Linked DNA regions of Gossypium hirsutum: regions 2 and 3 are each linked to region 1. A link is a contact called in public Hi-C data. All regions are on one chromosome and are shown on one strand. The core of a region is the stretch at or near the end of the contact, and the rest is flanking DNA. Distances in the headings are between cores, read along the strand shown. Region 1 holds the start of LOC107938447 (protein SET DOMAIN GROUP 40). Region 2 holds the start of LOC107963372 (transcription factor MYB102). Region 3 holds the start of LOC107961746.

Region 1 (2,709 bases), core at 54-2,553:
AAAGAAAAAAACTAACAAAAAATAAACAAAGAATTATACCCTAGTGTACTTACATATGCATAATACAAAGAATTAGCAAGCTCCAGTGGCGCAAGAGTACCATACTCTAGGTGATGACGTAACCATCCATACAGATACTTTAAAGCAGTAGTTCGTTCCAATTCTGAACTTTTCAAACAGTCTTATTTGTTTGACACTCCAAAATTTTAATCTCCTCCTACTAAGAAATGTTTGCATAAATAACATATATTTCCGGAAGTCTGCGATATTTTGTCCCGAGCAATAATCTGAACCTTTATCAAAGCAATAATATGTAGGAAAATGTTAAGTAGAGACACGAGAAGATAAATTAGGAGCCCATGTATGCTTGTTTATCCAGATATTTATCCATACGCATGCGGGTGAAATGTGCATAATAGTCTAAGTTGAAGCTATCCAACATAAATAAAAACCGAAAAAGAAAAACCCAGAGAAGCATAAACACTGTGAACTTACAGTCCCAGTAGCCCAAATCCAAGCCCTGAAAGTGAGAAGTAGAGGCTTAAACTTAAGTTCCTTCATGAGAGTGAAGGCTTGTTCCCACTCGTATTTAGCTTTTGTGACAGTTTTCTGAGCAGCCCAGATGGCATAATCCACCTAAGAACGAGATAAATAGCAAGGTTAGAAAGAAAAAAAAAAGAAAAAAAGAAATACAAGCGAAGGAAATGTGAGAAAGCAAAAGCAAAAGCAAAAGAGGTAAAATAAGAGACAGAACTTGCAAGGCTTGCGTTTTAAGTTCACCGAAAGTGGCGAGTATGGAATAACTACGAGGCAAGTGCAGAAAATAAGGGTGCCATGGAGAAGCCTTTCCTTTATTGATTTCATATAACAAACAAACAGTGAATACCTGCCTTGCAAATGAAAATAGGCAAATTACTTTAGTCCAGTCGTTGTGTTTGGTTGAAACGCAGATTAAAACATATACCGAATACTGAAACACAAAAGCAAACCTGGGTAGAAGAGTGAGAAGGATGGGATTTGAGTGCAAGAGACGAAGTTTCATCTCTTGAAAGAAGAGAGTCAGTTGTGATTAAGGCAGATTTTGGAACTTTAAGAAGCAACTCTCCTTTGCTAATCGGCCAGAGAGCAGCCACACCTCTTCCTCCAGTGCCAGGGAAGCAAGAGACACCTAGACAATGGAGATGCTGCTGTTGGAGAGTTTCTTTAGTGAAAAGGGCAACGGAGGGGTGAGATTGGGGGTGTTTTGAGGATATTGATTTTAAGGGAAGAAATTAGAGGTTTTTAGTGTCGCGCATGAGAAAAAGAAAACATTTTAGAAAGGAAAAGGATCTTGTTTAAGTTAAACAATTATGTTTTTTTGCGGAAAAAAAGGCCGCTAACCCCTTAAATCTCCAATTAAATTTTACTTAAAACACATCATATTTATAAATACTTAAGGTAAAATTACTTAAACCTAATGACATTGTTTTAATTTTTTTTTATAAATATATACATGTTATCTTCATTTGATATTTATTAATTTTTTAAATATAAACAAGTTAAATATTTTTAATTATTTTTTTTCTATTAGTCATTGAATTATATGTAAGTTGTGGATTTAGTCATTTTATTTTAATTTTGTTATTTTTAGTCATTGTAATTTTGAAATTTTGAAATTGTAGTATTAATTAAATGGTAGCTATTGAATTCATTAAGTTTTGCTATTTCTAAAATCTAATGTAACAAACATATTACTCACAAAAAGCCAATTACGAATTTAACGATTGTCATTTGTATCAAAATTAAAATTTCAAAATTCGAAAAGTATAGGGACCAAGAATGATCTAATTGGATAACATAAACTCAACCTACAACTTTACGCACAATACCAAGACTAATAGCAGAATTTAACCAAACATATATAATTGCTATCATTTGAGTGATCATGACTAAAATTTTAAATTTTGAAAAGTACAAAAGATAAAATTGATCGATTTGAAAAATACAGGGACTAAAACTAATCAAATTCAAATATAAGGACTAAATTTTAAGTTTAAATTTAACTTAAATAAATTAAGTGTAGAGGAATTAATTTGAATTGAATTATTTTAATATATCAAAATATTTTTAGATTAAATCTTGAACCATTTAATATATATATATAAAGTTTATCTATTATCTCTTAAATAATTTAAACTATAATCATAAGTTTAATATATCCAAATTAATATTATCTCTTTTACAATTATATAAGAAATCGTTTAATATATAAATTAAAAAATACTAATTAATCTAAACCCTAAGCCTCTTAACCCCTATCCCATAAACACTAAACACTAAACACTAAACCTTAAACCCTTAACCCCAAACCCTTACACCTTAAACTCTAACCCTAAACCCTAAACCATAATCTCTAAACCCATAATTCATCTTAAACCTTCAAATACTAATTAACTCCCAAACCTTAAACCTTAAACCATATATCTTAAACCATAAACCTTAAACTGTAATGATAATTAATTCAATATTTTAAATTCAATACTATCTCTTTCTACGATTATATAAGAAAATGTTTAATATATTGTATAACCATAATTTTTAATAATTTTTGTTTTAGGGGTTACAGATTAGTGTTTATGATTTTTTAGGGTTTAGGGTTTTAGGGGTTATATGACTTTTAGCGGCATTTTAGGAAAAGCGCCGCTAATGCTCTGGTTTTTATCGGCGTTT
Region 2 (2,709 bases), core at 62-2,561, 220 kb after region 1:
AATTTCCTTCATCATAATTGACCCATAAATTATATCCATAACATTATGAATATATTATATTTATAATATTTTAAATTTATTATATTGTATTTAAAAAAACTTAAGTATATTTTTTTAAGTTGTTTATATATTCAAATATGTTTCATCAATAATTTTAAATAATATATTAATATCAATATAATAACAATTTATAAAAATAGACGAGTAATTCATGTATCATATCACATAAGATAAAAATTAATTATATATTTATGGATGCAAATTTTAAATTGTGAAAATTAAACCTTTTCCTGAAATTTATTGGAGGGGCCCTTTTTCTGTTCTCTCTATGCATACCAAACACCATTGTTATCATCCTCGAATTAAATGCTTATTTATTTATTAAAAACACACATAAGTAATTGACTTGAATCCCTCAAGTGTTAAAATAATTGCACATTACCCTCATGTGAGGGCAATAGAATCGGCCTACCAATGCAGCTTTCAATGGACAAAACAATTAACTAATCGCTTTTCGATTTTAATTCAATTTCCTTTTTAAAAAATTAAAATATAATTTTTTTAAAAATATTTCCTTTTTGTATTTGCAATTTCTTATGTTTAAAAGAAAAAAAAAATCAAAGGACTTTGAGATAGTAAGTCAAAGCCAATCTTGGTAAAATTGTAGCCATGCAAATTATGCCAGAAGAAAAGAAGGGGCAGGTGGCTGTTTCATGTTGGTGACAGCTAATATGAATCCAGAAAGTGAGGAGTGACACTCTCCTCCCGCATAATGTTGGGCAAAAAATGACTGCAGTTTATGAATTTGGATGGTAATCACATTAATTTTAGAGTTAACCTAGATCTAATTTTTAAATTAAAAATAAAATTTATTATTATTTTTTTCATCTTTAAAACTTAGAATTAAAACTTTGTTTAAAAGGAATAAATTTTTTTACCACTTAAACTTAATAACAAATTTGGATAGATAAATTTGAGATCTATTAAAAGATAAGTAATAATATCACAAAATATTAAGTATACTGATAATACATATTATATTTTAAGAAGATAAAACTTTGAAAATAATGTTGGGAGATATAACCAAAAATTTAAAAAAAAAAATTTCATAAATTATAAACCCAACTTAAAAAAATGAGTTTAACTAAAATAAATAAATAAATAAATAAAAGTAATTGATAGATTTAAAGATATGGGAGCCAAGATTTGAGGACACGTTGCCATAGTAATAAACAGAGGACGGTACCTAATCTATTTGACTTTTGCTTTGGTTTCTCTCCCTATTTATACAAGTACGTACCTATAGGGACCCTGCATCTCTTTGCTGCTGCATCATTTTTCTCTCTTCTCTGTCACTAAGCAATAAACATGGGAAGAGCACTTTGTTGTGATAAAAATGGGCTCAAAAAAGGGCCATGGACTCCTGAAGAAGATAAAAAATTGATTGATTATATTCAAAAACATGGTTATGGAAATTGGAGGACACTTCCAAAGAATGCTGGTAAACCTCTAGCATTCATTTACCGATAGGACACCATATGTTTTGTCTACGGATGAATTATAGTACTTCTTATGGACTTCACGCCTGATGGGTTTGTAAAATCTTTTATTATAGGGTTGCAAAGATGTGGAAAGAGTTGTCGTCTTCGATGGACTAACTACTTGAGGCCTGATATCAAGAGAGGAAGGTTTTCTTTTGAAGAAGAAGAGACTATAATTCAGCTACATAGTATATTGGGCAACAAGTAAGTTCTGTTTACATCTTTATTTGCTGTTTTCAGTTCTATTATTGTGTTTTTTTCCCTTAATGTTTTGTAATGTTTTAAGGTGGTCTGCCATTGCTGCTCGGTTGCCCGGAAGAACAGATAACGAAATAAAAAACTATTGGAACACACACATTAGAAAAATTCTTCTTCGAATGGGGATCGATCCGGTGACCCATACTCCTCGACTGGATCTTCTCGGTCTCTCTTTCCTTCACAACCAATATCTTATCCAGTCTTTTGCTAACCCTGAGCTTCTTCGTAATGTTGACCAATATCAACCATTGATGCAATCTAACCATTTCCATGCACAAGTCGAAGAAACCCCAACTTGTAGTGTTCCATTTTATAACGAAGAACAACAACTCGTGATGAAACCCAACTTGAACCAATTCCCATCAAATTTCAATGACTATGTTATGCCTTCAATTTTGACTGAAGATTACGTGCCGCTACCGCCGCAGTACAACTATTACGGCTCGGATTATCAAACCGTAATGGACCCTTCAATCGAAACCTCGAATTTCCATTCCATCAACAGCAACCAGAGCTTGGGGTTGGGGTCAGTTGTGTCGACGCCTTCGTCGAGCCCCGCCCCATTGAATTCAGACTTCGCATACCTCAACAGTAGCAGCACCACTGAAAACGAAACAGAAAGCTATTGCACCAACATTTTGAAGTCGGAAATCCCTGATATTTTGGATGTTAATGATTTCATGTAATTCCAAATGCATAACTCCCAAAAAGAGTTTTTCTTTTTTCTTTTTTTGATTCAGTGAGACATGTCGATACGTGTAAAAATTTCTACTAATTAATAGTTAATTTCTCTTAAGATCACTGTGTTAGAAGCAACGTTCTGTCCTTTTTCTTTTCTTTACTATTGGTATATCTTATCACATATGTATTATATTATTATACAGACAAGTCATCTTATTATATACTATAT
Region 3 (2,709 bases), core at 140-2,639, 190 kb before region 1:
TTCTTTTTGACAGTAATACTAAATATTTAAATCTTAAATTAAAATTTTCAAAAATATTTTCCAAATATTTTTTAAAAACTCTTTTAAAAAATATTGCTAAACTAAAATTATATTGAGGTAAAATGAACATAATCCATAAGCTTTTTATAAGAGAATGGATCGCTACATTTCCCACAACAAAATGCATTCCTTCATTTCCCTCGTTTAGAATTCAAACTAAGTAAGAAGTTCTTACCATGTGAGTGGATTAATTTTTTGTTAAGTCATGTCAACATTATTGCAAGAGAAAGGATAAGCATGCTACGTCAGGCATGAGGTGTAATACTAATCTTCAGAAACATTTTTAATTAGGTCAAATGTCGGGTTCATTAGTGCTAATTTAACCCCTAAAAATCGAAATTAGAGATAGAAATCATGAACTGATTACATTACTTGTCAGGGGAGAAAGATTGACAGTAGGGCTCTAAAATCCTCACACTGCATATATTTATATTTCCTTATAAACAAGCTATGTACATGTAAGAATTTTAACAACCTGAGGGTAAAGATTTTGGTTAGTTAAGACCCCAGCAACTCAAGTACATGACAGTTCTGAGAGACTCTTCGGCCTATTTCAACCTATCGATGTTGGCAGCCTTGAAACCCTCGGAGTTAACTGCATTGAGATGACGCCTTGCTTGCTTAGAGGAACACCAAGAAGAAGAATCCTTGAGAGATTCACACTTGGATGACTGCTCTTTCATCCCCTGCATCAGTCACAACCTTATAAATATCCCAAACTACAAAGGAAAAGATTGTTTTCAAAGTATTTCAAGTGTAGATTGAGAGTGGATATATATATATATAGATATTAGATAGGACGAAGAGGGAAAACGCGTCTAAAGCTTTCCTTAATGATTAGGAGACTGACAAAGAGATGGAGATTGGAGATAAGTGGATAAGGACAACTGGATGTCTAAGTTTGATTTTGGAAGTTTCCTCATATGAGATTTGTTTGCTTTCCATTAGTTTAAAATTCTTTGTATTTTAAGATATTTTTTCTCAAAATCATACTAATCCTCAAAGAAAAGCCAATGTTATCACAATTGGATCCAACAGGTTAAAATATGTAATATATATTCAACTTATTTCTATATTAATTAAATAAAATTTATAAAAATTTATTACCGATTTCAACCATTAATTTTTTTAGTCTTGTTGATTGAAGATCAAAGTGATGGAAGTTAAGAACAGCTCATCCAGTGAGAAATTGGATAAGAACAATAGAAAGTGGTGGAAAGGGAAAAGAGAGAGAGATGATCTTGGGGCATTGAAAAGCACCGTGGGTCTTTTCCAAGGTGTCACTCACTACTTCGTTGGCTTTGGACTTCTTAGGGCTCAATTAACCTTTAAATGTCCTTTTTATTTTTTTTTCAAAATATATATTGGATTTATAAAAGCAAACACAAGACAAGTCCTTTGGGTTATCCAAATTATTAACACATTCACGCCAACAAACAGGCCAATGGATTCCCAAATTTTGAAACAATAAGCTCAGCTAATCTTTCTAGAGACGCTTCACAAAGCATAAAAAATTAAAGATTCTAGGATTTTCCAACACCATTTCGATTGAAGCAACAAAATTAGGGGAAACTGTTCATCTTCTTTAAGAATGCAATGGACAAAACTTTTGCTACTTCCCATTCCTTCATCTTCGAGCACGTTTCAATCTGGAGCTTCCAGTAAGCTACGGTTTCTCTCAACCAGTATTGCCGCAACCTTTGGGATCCCATACCTCAAAAACACCTATTGTTTTTGCCAAAGACCTCCGCTGGCTAACTGGTGCCCCACTTCATTGGCCGATCTGTTCACATGCATAAAGGTACAACTTTGAAAAACCTTACTTAACCTCTTCACATATTCAATATAGGCCGATATTTTAGAGGAATCTGTTCCATCTTTGGTTGCTTTCTTTATCACTGTTAGGGAATCTCCTTTCAACCTCCGGCTTTTGTAAATTTAAATCTAAGCACATCCTCAATGCCAACACACAAGCCACTGTTTCCGCCGCAAAAGGCGAAAGAATCCTCTCAGTCAAGGTGATTTTTGATGCTATAGCTCTTCTTCTTGAATTTCTTAATAATATTCCAGAACATGATATTTCTTCCTGCTTTCGAAATTCATCATCAAAGTTTACTTTTATGTACCCATCTTTCGGGCATCTCTATCGGTCTACTATTTCGAGAATTAAACTGTGATAAGGGAATTTTGAGAATGTTTGCAGCATCCCTCTCATTAAAGGTATTATGAATCGCTCTCATTTTCCAACTCGTAGAATTAAAATCAATCAAATCTACAACAAGGCTTGCATTTGGATTTTTCACACCATCCAAGATTTCGTAGTTATCAACCTTGGGCATCCATGCATCATTCAAGATTGAGATGGAAGTCCCCGTACCGACTCTCTAGCAAAGACCTTCATGAAAGAGCCCATTTGCAGCCCACACGCTTTGCTAAGTATAAGAAGGTAAATTACCTAAACTTGAATGAATTAATAAAATCTATGGATGGATAATATTTAGATTTTAACGTTCTAGCTAACAAGGAATTTAGCTAAAGAATTAAACGCCAACCTTGCTTCGCTAACAACGCTAAATTAAACTTGGTAAGACTCCTAAAACCAAGACCACATTCTCCTTTAATTTGCACATCAAACCCCAATCACACCAA

The links. A called contact is a pair of places that touch in the nucleus more often than the background predicts.
Region 2: a contact with region 1 is called in a Hi-C map of leaf, with 5 times the contacts expected there. The contact joins the promoter of LOC107963372 here to the promoter of LOC107938447 in region 1. A contact is called at or near these places in 3 of 34 Hi-C or Micro-C datasets (all in leaf).
Region 3: a Hi-C map of leaf shows a contact between it and region 1, with 3 times the contacts expected there. The contact joins the promoter of LOC107961746 here to the promoter of LOC107938447 in region 1. A contact is called at or near these places in 3 of 34 Hi-C or Micro-C datasets (hypocotyl and leaf).

Annotation. Positions count from the first base shown.
Region 1 is chrA06:92,702,257-92,704,965 of Gossypium_hirsutum_v2.1, forward strand. It overlaps LOC107938447 (protein SET DOMAIN GROUP 40), which reads right to left and starts at 1,304. Exons shown (of 6, transcript XR_001694916.2): 1 at 990-1,304; 2 at 755-886; 3 at 496-636; 4 at 54-287.
Region 2 is chrA06:92,920,712-92,923,420 of Gossypium_hirsutum_v2.1, forward strand. LOC107963372 (transcription factor MYB102) reads left to right here and starts at 1,312. Exons shown (of 3, transcript XM_016899916.2): 1 at 1,312-1,501; 2 at 1,616-1,745; 3 at 1,828-2,651. The coding sequence starts at 1,369. The coding sequence ends at 2,485.
Region 3 is chrA06:92,509,079-92,511,787 of Gossypium_hirsutum_v2.1, forward strand. It overlaps LOC107961746, which reads left to right and starts at 1,390. Exons shown (of 6, transcript XR_005928428.1): 1 at 1,390-1,861; 2 at 1,966-2,506.